Regions from separate parts of the Mus musculus genome. Here region 2 is linked to region 1. The links are chromatin contacts, called in public promoter capture Hi-C maps. All regions are on one chromosome and are shown on one strand. Each heading gives the region's core, a stretch centred on a gene start, on an enhancer-like site or on the middle of the called end of the contact. The rest is flanking DNA. Distances are from core to core; before and after follow the strand shown. Region 1 holds the start of Gnl2 (guanine nucleotide binding protein-like 2 (nucleolar)). Region 2 holds the start of Inpp5b (inositol polyphosphate-5-phosphatase B).

Region 1 (6,821 bases), core at 2,859-5,358:
GCCCTCTTCTGGTGTGCCTGAAGAGAGCAACAGTGTATTCACATATATAAAATAAATAAATCTGAAGAAGAAAGGAAGAAGAAGAAGAAGGAGGAGGAGGAGGAGGAGGAGGAGGAGAAGGAGAAGAAGGAGAAGGAGAAGAAGAAGAAGAAGAAGAAGAAGAAGAAGAAGAAGAAGAAGAAGAAGAAGAAAAGAGGAAGAAAAGAAGAAGAAGAAGAAGAAGAAGATGAAGAAGAAGAAGAAGAAGAAGAAGAAGAAGAAGAAGAAGAAGAAGAAGAAGAAGAAGAAGAAGAAGAAGAAGAAGAAGAAGAAGAAGAATTAGCAGTAGTAGTTCAGGTCATCCTTAGCTCCATGCCTAGGCTATATGAGATCCAGTATCAACAAAACAATAACAACAAAAAGAGGAAAACATCCCAATATACAAGAGTCACTAGGGTAGCTAGGAATATTGCTTTAGTAGTCGAGTGTTTAACAAGCATGGATAAGGCCCTATGCTATGTGCAATCCCTAGTATCATTCGGGGTAGTGGGACATGGCTGTGTAGCTCAGTGGTAGACACTTGCCTAGCATGCTGACGGCCCCAGTTTGACCCTAGTGCTGGAGGGGAAAATAGATCATTAAAAGGTAGGTTATTAGCCGGGCATGGTGGCACACACCTTTAATCCCAGCACTCAGGAGGCAGATGCAGGTGGATTTCTGAGTTCAAGGCCAGCCTGGTCTACAGCCAAGGCTACACAGAAAAACCCTATCTGGAAAAAACAAACAAACAAAAAAGGTAGGTTATTTTTTACATTTGAGCCCCTATCTTTAATCAAGTGGGAGCTGGGGAGAGGTTCAAGAGGCTGCATTTTTAACACCCCCCCGCCCAGTGATTTTGATGCCAGTGGTCCTCAGACCACTCTGAAAAATGTCTTCCTTAGAAGCATCTGCTTTTACCCACCGGACATCAACGACAAGATAAAAGTGAGGCCAGGCTTCTCTGCTGCCTGTGAGAACAGCAGCATACAGCCAAGGCTTGTTCCAGAAAAGAGGCATGGTCTCTGAGGGATTCTCCCCATCCATCGAGACCCGTGGCTACAAGCCAGAGGATTTCAGAGGATGAGGTGCTAATCCGGGTCTGGAGAGAGAGAGAGAGAGAGAGAGAGAGAGAGAGAGAGAGAGAGAGCAAGCATTGCTTCTGCACGCTATGGACTGAGTCTGCAATGTGTTCATGTACCATAAACTTGAGGAACCACCCTGCAAGCTTTCAGGTCGTTAAATCCTTCTCTGTTGTATGTGGTCTATGAGTATGGCAGAATGTATGGAGAACTGTGTTCCTGCGGGTGTCTTGCCTCCTCTAGTTGCCTGGCATTAAGGAGAAAAAAAAATGAGTGAAATATAGTCACTGTATTATAACTGTGGGAAGTAGATTAGTCGAAGCGCAAGGGTAACGTGAGTGTAACTGGCCTCTGTCAGGCACTTCATCTGCTGGTAGGACGGAGGATGGTTGTCAGGCTCAGCAAATGCTGTTTGAAGGGTTGATAGGTCAGGCTGTAAAAGTAGATGGGAAATTTGTACAGTGAACATAAGCAGGGTAGGTGAGTAGAAGAGAAACAACCCACCATATCATCTGGGAAAATAAAACTCTTTGGCAAGACTTCATAACAGCCTGATTCAAAATTTCATAATGAAATTATGTCTCTGATCAAAGCCTGCATGAGCTCATGAGCTGATTTTTGCCATTCGTGTTTATTCTGGTTTGCACCAAGTTGAAGCATCAGAAACACATTAATCTAATCTTCTTTCTGGGAGGAGGCTCTTGTACCCTCATCTGGGGATCAAAGGGATGGAGGATTGCAAGGAGGATCTTTAGCCCCTCACTGAATGTGCACTTTTGATTGGTTCTTTGAGTCCCCTTAGGCACATATGAGGGGTAGGGCCTTCCTAGGAGAGTTGAGTCTCCTGACACTTGCCCTTGAGGCAAGAAAAGCAAAGTTTAAGAAGGGAAAGAGACTCCCATCTCTCCTCTGGACACAGTCTGCTTTTGCTCTAGAAAGAATATTTCGGGGTTTGTTTGTTTTAGACTCAGAGAAGCGCTCAACTGTACCTCTTTCAACTGGAGCGCTTCACCACAGGTTTTCTTCTTACAAAATGAACTCAGATCCAATGGCCCCACACTTCTCATGGATCTTACTCAATCAGCATTTTTCTGGTCCTTCTCGAAGGCACACAGATAGGCACTCCTGTCAACTCAAGTCCCAACAGAAAAGGCACTTGGTTGAAATCTGGGAAACAGAATTCCCTGGGTCTCATGGGGCCCTTTAGACAAGAGGTACCCCCCCCCCACCTCTGTCCTTATTCATCCAAGAAAGATTTAGTAAGGCCTTATTTTATGTCAGATGCCTGTTCAAAGTGTTTTTAATTTTTAAGCCCAGGGGACCTTTACATACTTAACTGCACCTTTGTGACAGTCTCTCTCTCTCTCTCTCTCTCTCTCAAGATAATGTCTCAGAGGGCTGTGGTGGCACACCGCCACACTGGAAGTGGCACACACTTTAATCCCAGCACTCTGGAGGCCAGCATGGACTACAGAGTGAGTTCCAGGGCAGCTAGGGCTACAAAAAGGAACCCTATCTCAAAACACAAGCAAACAAACAAACAAAAAGATAATGTCTTTTTCTACAGTTTGGCTTGTATCTTCCTATATAGCCCAGGCTAGACTAGCCTTGAACTCACGGCAGATAGTCTAACCTCAAATGCTGAGGTTAGAGGCTCATGCCAACACACTCAGCTTTGTTACGTTCTGGGGACACGGAGGTGAATAACGTACCTGATTTCCATTTTCCTAAGCTTATGGCCTAGACCCAAGAAAGCAGCCAATGCTCTTGTGAACAGAGTCATTTCGGGTAGTGGCATGTGCCGTGAAGTGAGGTGGGATGGAATAACAGGAAGAGAGTGGCTGACTTAAATCAGTAACTCAGCAAATACTTCTGCCAAAGGAGCTGCTGCCAGATAGATCAAGAGAATGTAGTTCCATTTAAAAACAAGTGAACAGTGAAAAAAATCTTTTGGTGTAGGGTCTCTCTATGTAGCTCAAGCTGGATTTGAACTTGTGACAATCCTCCTGCCTTAGCCTCTCAAGTATATCATGTTTCCTTAGATCCTTTAAGTTATCCTAAACGATGATTGGAATATAAGCTAGAAAGTGTGTTTATTTATTTTTAACCTGAAATTCAAATTTCACTGTCTTGTATTTTTTTTCTTGATGTTCTCCTCCCCCCCTCCTGCTTCCCCCTCCTCCTCCTCCTCCCCCTCCTCCTGCTCCTACTCCTACTCCTCCACCTTCTTGGAGACAAGTCATGCTATATAATGTGGACAAGTCTGGAACTCCTTCCTCTGCCTTTTGAGCATTGGTATTATAGGTGTGTGTCACCATGCTGATGAATTTGCTAGTGTTTGCAATCCTATGGATAGAGGATATTTGAGCAGGAACTGACCAGAAGGAACCAGCGATGCCGATTCAGGGAATGTGTGATCAAACAGAGCAACATTCAGTGTAAATGTCAGAAGAGGGAGAAATGAGGTCAGAGGAACGGAGCCAGATCACAAGTTTTGTAGGGATTGGAAGGAGTTTGAATCTGTCTCTCTTTGCGATAATAAACCATTGGAGAATTTAAAATCTCTCTCTCTCTCTCTCTCTGTCTCTCTCTCTCTCTCTCTCTCTCTCTCTCTGTCTCTCTCTCTGTCTCTCTGTCTCTCTCTCTTTCTTTCAAGCTGAGGCTTGAATCCAAAGTCTGTTGTTACTAAAAACTGCTCTACTCCAGCCTAAAATTTAAAGGCAGGTATGACCTGTTCTGATATTTGCCCGCTCTTGCTGGAACACTTTTAGAAAGGTTCAGAGGGCAAATTCCCATCAGCTCATGCACTGGGCCGAGAACAGGCTTCTCTCTTTTTCTCTTTCTCTCTTTTTCTCACTAAACCCAGGACTGCCCGGTGCCCTGGACGTTGCTATGGAAGGGACGCTTGACGGTTGCTAGACCCGGGGGAGGCGGGAGCAGGACAGAGGCGGAGCCGGGTCAGCCTTAGGCAAGCGCCGCGCGCTCTCAGGAAGTCGCGTAGCGCGAGCGGAAGTGACGTCGCGCGTGTTCAGGGTCCAACGTGCTTCACACAGGACGCTTTCCCGGCTGGGAAGTCGTGAAGTGGTTTACCTCGCGAGTAGCAGAGCGGTGTCGGTACTGTCGTCAGGATGGTGAAGCCCAAGTACAAAGGACGGAGCACCATCAACCGCTCGGCGGCCAGCACCAACCCAGGTACGGCGGACCGGGCGGGACCAGGCCGCAGGAGCCGTCGGGGACGGAGGAAGGCCCGTTCCGGCCTGGGCGGCGGACCCGAGGTCTAGGCACCTGCTCTAAAGTTGGGGGATGAGTCACGCCAGCCTCTGGCAGCCCCGAGGCCTCTCAGGAGGAGGTGTAGAGAAAGGCAAGTTAAAAGTGGGCTAGGGTCCTGGAGTCCTGGCACATGCCTGTCATCCCAGCACTTAGGAAGCTGAGGCAGAGGGGATCACGAGTTAGTGGCTATCTGGACTACAGGGTACAGACTGAAGACACAGAGTGGAGTAGGTTGGCCCAGGTGGCATTTTACCCTTAACCATAGCATTCGTGCCACCTTAGCTTTGACCGTGGAATCAGACCATGCATAAGCAACACTTCAGGTAAATATAGTGATTTCAATAGAGGTGGTTTTGAGATACGAGAAATTCCCATCTACAGGGCAAACAAAACAGGCTTTCGAGGAGTCCCTCCCACTTTGATTTAGCTACTAAAACTGTGTTTAAATATGGGTTAGTCATAGAGGGGCTTGGTGACGCATCCCTGTAGTTCCCAATACTGGGAAGGCAGGACAGACAGATCTCTTGTGAATTCGAGGCCAGCCTGGTCTGCATAGTGAGACTGTCTCAAACTGGTGGGGGGAAAAATTAGGTATACTCTTGTCTCCGTAAGGCTGCAAGGATAGCTGACTTCTGTATCTCCTTGTAATTTGCATAATTAGGGTTTTGATTAGATTTTTTTAAAAAAATGATGAAAACACTCAGAGACTGGAGAGAACATGGGGAGAATAAGAGCTCACTCGTACTGCTGTTGCAGGAGGACCAGAGTTCAATTCCAGTTCAATCAGCTCTCACCTACCTGGAAGTTCAACTCCAAGGGGAATCTGATACCTCTGGCCTTCAAGGCATCTACCCACATATATCCGTATAATGTTTAGTACTGTGTATGTAGCAGTACTAAAGGAGAACATGCAGGAAAGTTGCTGCGTTACTTTGTGATCTTTTATAACTGTATTAAGTCACATAATACCATGCATTTGGAAGATTCACTTGGGATTGGTTGGTGATTAGTGTGATGATGTTTCTAAGCAGGGGTTAAGTTTATCAACAGCTGAAAAATGTAGACGGAAACCTTGAGGGTTGGTAGGAAGAGGGACTCAGGAAAAGGATAGGTAGCCAGATGTGTGTGGGCCGACTTCTCAGGAGAGCCCTCCAGGGGTTTAGTTTGATTTTGGGTTCTCTCTTAAAATTTAGAGTGGGAGGGGCTGGAGAGATGGCTCAGGGGTTAAGAACGCTGGCTGTTCTTGCAGGGGACCTGCAGTGATTCCCAGCACCCATGATACAGACGACCATCTATCTGTAACTCCAGTTCCAAGAGATCTGCCACCCACTTCTGGCCTTCACTGACACGCTGTGTGTGTTTAGTGCAGAGACATGTGGGCAGGATATGGTATTACATATTATACTTACATATGAAGTATAAATAAATAAAATTATTAAAAATTTAGGACAAGAGAATTAGTTATGAATTCACAAAGAGGGTTTCTAGATATGCTGCTTCTAACCTCAGAAGCTGTGGGAATCAGTCCTATAAGCCATGATTTGTGTGAAATTTAACCCAACTTTTAGAACCCATCATCATCTCTTGAAAGTTAAGACAGGTGGTGGCTCACATCTTTAATCCCAGTACCTGGGAGGCAGAGGCAGGTGGATCTCAGTGAGTTTGAGGCCAGCCTGGTCTACAGAGTGAGTTCCAGGACAGCCAGGGCTACACAGAGAAACCCTATCTTGAAAAACCAAACCAAAAAAAAAAAAGACTAAAAATATTTTCTTTTTAAAAATATTTATTTACTTTATATTTGAGTTTTGCCTACATAATATGTACACTCTGTTTGCTCCTATAGATGGTTGTGAGCCACCTTGTAGGTGCTGGGAATTAAACCCAGGTCCTCTGCAAAAATAGCAAGTTCTCTTAACTGCCAAACCATCTCTCTGGCCTACTCCTTTAATTTATTTTTAGATAGGGTCTCAGTTTGTTGCCTCTGACTCAACGTTTGGCCAAGGATATCTTCTAGCTTTTTTTTTTTTTTTTTTAAGATTTATTTTATATATATGAGTACACTGTAGCTTCTTCAGACACACCAAAAGAGGACATCAGATTCCATTACAGATGGTTGCAAGCCACCATGTGGTTGCTGGGAATTGAACTCAGGACCTACTGGAAAAGCAGTCAGTGCTCTTAATCACCGAGCCATCTCTCTAGTCCCTGTTTTCTAACTTCTAATCCTTGCTTCTAGTGCTGGAATTAGTGGCTGTGCCACAATGGCTGGTTTGTGCAGTGCTAGGGATCACACACAGGGCTTTGGAGTGCTAGGCAAGCATTCTACCCATTTAACTACATGGCTATTGTGGACATAGTAGTGGTTACACTTTTTAAAGATGGATATTGATTTTATGTAACCAATGTAGATTATGACTAAGGATTAAAAATTAAATGGCAGCCAGACATGGTGAT
Region 2 (6,821 bases), core at 2,647-5,146, 290 kb before region 1:
TGAAGGGCGTTAGGGGGTCATTTCAACAGCTGGGGACAGAGATTCTGAAATGGGAGAGAGAGAAGAGTCCCTCTTGTGATGATGAGAGAAACTAAGATATGCCCTCTGGCTGGCAAAAGCCCCACAGGCCTGGGATTTCTGCTATGTTTACTTCAGGTGATTCAACTTAACGCTTCCCACTACAAGGCCTGGTGGGCTCAGTTGTAGGGTGAGAGATGAACGGAGTCTAGCCCTTCTCTGCTGTCCAAGGACTCAGAGTCCAGCCCTCACCCCTGTACTGCTATAGTGGAGAGGCACTCCACCTACTGTTCATTGTGGAACAACTGCCTGTGCTTGTCGAGAGTGGCAGCTGAGAGGGGTGTTGGGTTGTAAGCTTCCTGTACATCCTAGAGGGGCCAGGTAGGGGCTGTGGCTTCACAGAGGCGCTGTACTCCCATCCTGGGGTGTCCCAACACTTCCCCGGGCAAAGTGTCCTGTTTCCAGAAGCAGGTCTCTGAGCATCACAGAGGACAGGCAGCTCCCCATGTCCCCCTTGGTGACCACCACTGAGTCCACTCCTCAGAGAGATGTGTCTTGTACATTGCTGCCTGCTGGGGGAAGTGGAAGGGAGGGGCAGCAGTGGCTCAGACACAGCAGGGCTCCCCCCTACCTCCTCTGTCTAGCATTAAGTCTTCAAACCTTCCATTTTCTTTCAGGAGATAACCTATACCCTGTCTTCCTGCAAAGGGGGATGCCTGTTTCAAAGGGCAGGACACTCCAGCCATGTGCCCCAAGGACTTGAACTTCTGTGAAGTGGGCTGACAGTGCTTCCTCAGAGCTGCCAGACTGAAATAGCTCAGCAGTGGAATCTAGAGGGAGCTACATTTGTGGAGAGCCAGCCTGCATGGGGTTGAGCAAGCCAGACCCTCTCTGTTTTGCATAGCACCTCAACTTGGGGGAATCAGGTGGAATTTTCCAGAATGTGGCCCCTTATTTCTAACCGACTGGTTTTCTGGGAAATGACAGCCTGACCTCATGGGAGCTGACCTCATGGGGAGCTGACCTCATGGGGAAGCTGAGCTCAGCTCAGTTCTAGTTTCACTAAGACTTCTTGCCTTCAAGAGCTGAGGGAAGGACAAGGATAACATGAATGGTCCTGTCTATTCTTGTAGCTCAAATGGTCCAGCTCAGACTACACCTAGGGCTGGCTGCAGACAGGTCTGCATGACAGACAGGCACACTCAAGAGTCAGGGAGCAGGGGCTGGTCCCTGCTACCTATGTACTGTCAAGCTTTGGCCTCAGGTGGCTGCCTCCAGCCAGATGGGACCCTTAACTTCAACAAGGCCACTCCAAGAGTCACCAGGAACCCCCTGCCCTGGATCCCCAGTGTAGCTACAGACGCTCCTCCCTTTGCTCTGTTCCTGTCCCTGGTCCACTACCTGGGCTCAGCAGTTATCAGAGAGTGACATCTGAAAAGAATTTGTGGACACTGCAAGCCTTCACATCTCCCTGCTCCAAACCCTGGAGCTGTGTCTTTAGAGAGCATGACTTACCAAGTCCAGGTTCCCCCTTCCCCACTCACAGGGTCTGGGCCTTGAACATGGGTCCTTGTCCCCAATCCCAAGAGGAGGCTTAGACTTTTGGGGGTGGGGAGGATATACTTGTCTGACCTACATTTTGGGAAGACACCCCCCCAAATCCTGCAGGGATAGTTCGGTCTGTAAAGACCGCCTAGCCTCGCCCATTCCATCTCCCCAGCCCCTCCTCTCTAACGATCAGCTTTAAGGGGTTTTCCTGCCTTCCTTCAGTGACCTTCAGTGCCTTGATCTCTAACTAGTGCCCTTTCCCCTCATCCCCCATTTGACTTCAAAACTGCAGCCCAATCAACTTGAACTCCAGTTGTGCTGTGGATGTTTCTAGAAAGAGACAACCAGGAAGAGTCTGGGAGGAGTTTGCAACATGCAGGTTGAACTGGTTATCAGAGTTCAATTCAAAACAAAAAGGAGGGGGGCAGGTTAAAGGTTACAGGGGTGGGTGTGGGGTCAATGAGACAGTTTAGAGGTAAAAATCACTATGAGTTTGAGGCACATTTTGGGCCAGCCTGGGCTAACTAGTGAGTCCCTATCTCAAAACAACAGCAATAAAAAGTTACAGTGGCCATCCATTCTGCAACACTGGCCCAACTGCTTGCTTTTTTTTTTTTTTTTTTTTTTTTTTTGATTTTTCGAGACAGGGTTTCTCTGTATAGCCTTGGCTGTCCTGGAACTCACTTTGTAGACCAGGCTGGCCTCGAACTCAGAAATCCACCTGCCTCTGCCTTCCGAGTGCTGGGATTAAAGGCGTGCACCACCACGCCCGGCGAGAAGCAATCTTAAATCAGTAAAGCTAACTAATTGGGGTGAACATGTTCTGAGATGGAGATGTGGCTCAGTCATGGAGTGTTTGCTTGGCAGCTGTGAGGCCCTGGGTTCCGGTTCCTAGGCTCCATCCTCAGGACTGCTCAAAATAAATAAATGAAAGTCTCAGAGCCACTATACCAGAAACTGCACAGGAGTGTAAGGGCAAGATTCAGCCCAGTCCTCAGGGATCCAGCTTACCGAAATAGTCAGCAGTTGAGAAAAAACCAACCATTCTAGACTCTCTCGTCTGAGCTAGCTTCTTTTGTCCTGTCTTGAGTTATATATAGTCTTTTTTTTTTTTTTTTTTTTTTTTTTTTTCCGAGACAGGGTTTCTCTGTATAGCCCTGGCTGTCCTGGAACTCACTTTGTAGACCAGGCTGGCCTCGAACTCAGAAATCCGCCTGCCTCTGCCTCCCGAGTGCTGGGATTAAAGGAGTGTGCCACCATCCCCGGTTTAGCTATATATAGTCTTTACCTAGAAGGGAACAATGGAGTCTGGAAGAGAATAGTTCCTGTCAGGGTAAATGGCCAATAGAATGTGGCTAAGGGGCTTGAGGACAAAACCTGCTCAGGGCTGTCTATCTGGGCATTGCGGTGAGATGTCTCCTTAGTTAAGAGAACATATTGCTCTTTCTTGGGACCCAGTTCCCACCACACACATCAGGTGTCTCACAGCCTCCTGTCACCAGCCCCGAGGATCTGATGACCTCTGGCCTTCTTAGGTGAGCGTGCACACACACACACACACACACACACACACACACACACACACACACACGGTGCACATAAATTCATGCAAGCACACACACATACACACAAAAAATTAAAAACTAACAGATCTTTAAAGAAATAAAGAGCCAAGAGGGCCACATCGTCCTCCGCTGTTAAGAAGAGTCCTCCGCGCTGCCTGGTGGTTGTCATTACTGTGTCACAGATAAAGATGCCACACATTTCAAGTTCCATTGACAGAAAAGCTAGATAGGTCTTAAGAACATTTAGCAGTTCCTAGACGGGAAAATGACACAGGAATTGGAGTTGGACTTCCCTCTGGGCACCCAGCACTTATTGGCTACGGACTTTGTCAAACAGTTTTGTCTCTCTGTTCCTCCGTTTCTCCACCTGGCAAGTGGAGAAGGTGACATACATGAAGCCAGGGCACGGTAGTTATCTGGAAGTGTTTCAGAATAATAGAAAGCTGTCCCTTTCTGCATGTGAAGAGTTGAGGATGGACTTAACTTGAAAATAAAAGTTAACATCATTTTTTCCGTTAGGGTAACATGACCACTTCCTTCTGCCTTGGACATGGGCCTTGGCCCTTTGATTTAGTGGGCTGAGAAAGGCGTTCCTCACGCAGGCTTTCCAGAACTGGGACGCCCGAGTATGCTTGAATACAGACTGTAGATTCTAGATTTTTAAATAGAGTAAGGGCGGGGAGACCCACCTACTCGTCCATGTCCGACTCGGGCATGCTGGGACTTGCAGGCTGGCTGTCCGTCCTGTGACGCCAGGGCCGCTGGGAAATGTAGTCCTTAATCTGCCCTGGAACGGAGGTGTCCTGCAGGCCCACCGGTGACAGCTCGGGAGGTAGGCTGCAATGACAAGGATCTGAAATAAGTGCAGAGTGGGAGGGGGCTTGCAAGCTGGTTGCTGGGGCCCTTGTCCTGTGGGTGCCAGAATGGACACTCCTAACCTGCTGCTGATGCAACGGGGCCTGTTGGGTGGGGTGAGGGGCAAGGAGCAACGGGACACCCACAGGCTCCGAGGAAAGAGCAGCGGGGCTGGGTTATTTCTCCAGAATAAGACCCTCCTAGCTGAGACTGAGGCGAAGGCTGTCTCCCTACCCCTATTTGGACACACCACCAACCTTTCCCAGAGAAGAGCCAGATGGACCACAACTGCTCCCTGAAGAGGGCATCAGAGCTGTACCCAGAAGCAAGGAGACCAGAGAGCATACTGAACTCCACTGGGAACATCTGGGGCGACACCGAGCAAGGGGCAAAGGGGTAGAAACCCATTTTCTGGAAACGTTGAGAGACCCATTGTAGGAAAGACGGGGAAGGCCAGAAGGAGAAGAGAGATGACCAGGCTCTCTCTTTTCCCTCCACAAAGGCCCCTTTCTTCATCCCCACAGCCCCCCGAAGCAGCTCTAATACGGAATGGGAGGTTCCCACCTGCCCTACCCCAGGGTTTGACAGCTCAGCATGGACCAGTCTGTGGCAATCCAGGAGACCCTGGTTGAGGGGGAATACTGCGTCATCATATCCTTCCCAGTTGTAGGTTGCCATCCAGATCGTGCCTGCTTCAGCCTTGGGAGGTGGGATGGAGGGTGTGGAAAAATTTCTCTCGAAGCCATATGGGAAAAGGTAAACCAATATTTACCAAGTATTCACTTGGCTCTGGTCTCTCTACCAGGTGCTTTACATAGGTAGCTATTTTCTCAACCAGCTGCAAAGTTGGAGACTATTATACCCATTTTGCAGATGAGGAAAACTCAGAGAGGTGAAGTCGTTTGCCAGTGGGAGAGGGAAAGGCAGCGTGGTGGAGTGGGCCGGATGGGGAGTTTCGCCCTTTGGCTTTCAGTTTCCCTTCACTCTGAGCAGCAGGCAGTCCAAGGTGTGCTGTGTAAGGGAGATAGCCGGCAGAGCCGCCTGCTCGGGCTGGTGAGGTACCGGCTGGAAAATGACGCCCAGGAGCATGCGTAAGTAGGGCTCAGACTGCCTGTGTGGGCCATGGGTGGTTCTTCAGTATCCTCCAGCTGGACTTCAGTCATTCTGTCTGAGTCTCCTAGACTAATTAACACAATGATAGTGTTCTGGAACACCGTGTTCTAAGCCTTTAATAATCAGCAAGATGTGATGTGGAAGCTTTTAGAGGAGAGGCAGTTATATCAAACTTGGCCAGATTTTGAGTTTGTGTGAGTGCCCGAGTTTAAATCCGGATGCTGCAATCCTATGCAAATTGTTCTTCATAGCTCCATTTACCCAGAGTAAAGTACAGAGGGTTGAACTGGGAACGAGCGAGCACATGCACCAGGAAGCTGAGGCAGGACTGTCACAAATTCCAGGCCATCCTGGGCTACATTCTAAGCACAGCCTAGGCTACAGAGTGAGACCCTACCTCAAAAAGGGAAGGGATGGGGTTGAAGAGATGGTTGGAATGTGTACTGCTCTTGCATCACTGGACACTGTGCATGGAAAGGGCCTGAGCCATGCGTATGGCTAGGGCACTGCCAGCTAAGCACTAGGGACCCACAGGTGACCACAAGCACTCTAAGCTGGGCCTTCCACTCATTTCTGCCCTTAGTCTCTTCCTGTATACACACCGGAGGATGGCCATCACAGGAGACGATGTATCTCTGGACCAGATAGTGCCACTCTCAAAAGATTTTATGCTGGAAGAAGGTGCCAGTTGGGCCGGGTGGTATGCTCTCCTCTGGGTGGCCCCCAACTCATCTCTGCCCTCACTGTAAGGGAGGGTGGTGGCTATGTGGGTGGGACAGGGATGTTCAGTTGCTAAAGACATTCTCGTTTCCTTCCCTCAGTGTCCCCAGATGGTGAACTCTACATCCTTGGTGAGTAGCCCTTTCAATCTGGGTCCCTGTTAGGTCAATGGGACAGGTTCCAAAGACAGAAAGATGAACGAGAACATGCCTGGATGGGAGTGATGCTAGGTGCCTGAAATCCTAGCATGTGGGAGGCTTGAGGCAGGGGGATTGCCTTGAATTTGAGGTCAGTCTGGACTTACATTGTGAGTTCTAGGCAAGCCGTAGACTGACAACAAACCAAAAGAGAAAATTCTTGGGTTGGTGGAACGGCTTAGTGGAGAAAGGTGCTTGCTGTCAAGACCAACTTTCCGAGTTCGAGTCCCAGAACCCACTAGGTAGAATGAAAGATCCAGCTTCTGGGCTTTTACTCTAGAGAAAACTTTCCTGGTGTCCATACTACGGTGACTAAGAATCAGGTGCTACCCTCTACCAGCTCTTTTTCCTTAATCACCCCTTGTCAGTGCGTTTCAGTCCTCCAGGTGGGCTCCATCATCACCTCAGACACCACAAGTTGTAACCCTCCTCCTCCTCCCCTTCCTCCTCTCCTTCTTCCTTCTCTTCTTCCTCTTTCTCCTGCTGCTGTTCCTCTTCCCCCTTCTTTCCCTCCTCCTCCTCTTCTTCCTCCTCCTCCCCCTACTCCCTCTCCCTCTCCTTTTCCTTCTCTTCTTCCTCCTCTTCTTCTTTTTGGTTTTCCAAGACAGAGTTTCTCCATGTAGCCCTGGCTGTCCTGGAACTCACTGTGTAGACCAGACTAGCCTCGAATTCCTCTGCCTCTGAGTGCTGGCATTAAAGACATGTGCCGCCACCACTGCCCCGCCAGTTCGCTCTTCTTAAAAAAAAAAAAACTATCCCATGCTCCTCTTCTCCCCTTCTCTCCCTGAGCCCTTTCTAACTTCCT

Evidence for each region. Promoter capture Hi-C pulls out the DNA fragments that hold promoters and counts their contacts.
Region 2: a contact with region 1 is called in a promoter capture Hi-C map of liver, with 2.9 times the contacts expected there. The contact joins the promoter of Inpp5b here to the promoter of Gnl2 in region 1. A contact is called at or near these places in 4 of 39 promoter capture datasets (cranial neural crest, liver and pre-B cells), 2 of 484 Hi-C or Micro-C datasets (cardiomyocytes and embryonic stem cells), 2 of 115 datasets of contacts at active chromatin or transcription factors (bone marrow-derived macrophages and embryonic stem cells) and 2 of 9 other capture datasets (adipose tissue and pancreatic islet).

Annotation. Positions count from the first base shown.
Region 1 is chr4:125,025,906-125,032,726 of GRCm38.p6, forward strand. It overlaps Gnl2 (guanine nucleotide binding protein-like 2 (nucleolar)), which reads left to right and starts at 4,109. Exons shown (of 16, transcript NM_145552.2): 1 at 4,109-4,289. The coding sequence starts at 4,226.
Region 2 is chr4:124,737,954-124,744,774 of GRCm38.p6, forward strand. Inpp5b (inositol polyphosphate-5-phosphatase B) reads left to right here and starts at 3,897. Exons shown (of 24, transcript NM_008385.4): 1 at 3,897-3,963; 2 at 4,511-4,637; 3 at 4,983-5,077; 4 at 5,683-5,780; 5 at 5,921-5,950. The coding sequence starts at 4,581. Gm12915 (predicted gene 12915) reads right to left here. Exons shown (of 4, transcript NR_151694.1): 3 at 3,821-3,968. Gm32117 (a long non-coding RNA gene) reads left to right here. Exons shown (of 2, transcript XR_376640.4): 2 at 696-2,152. It overlaps Mir698 (microRNA 698), which reads left to right and starts at 5,828; the gene lies at 5,828-5,936.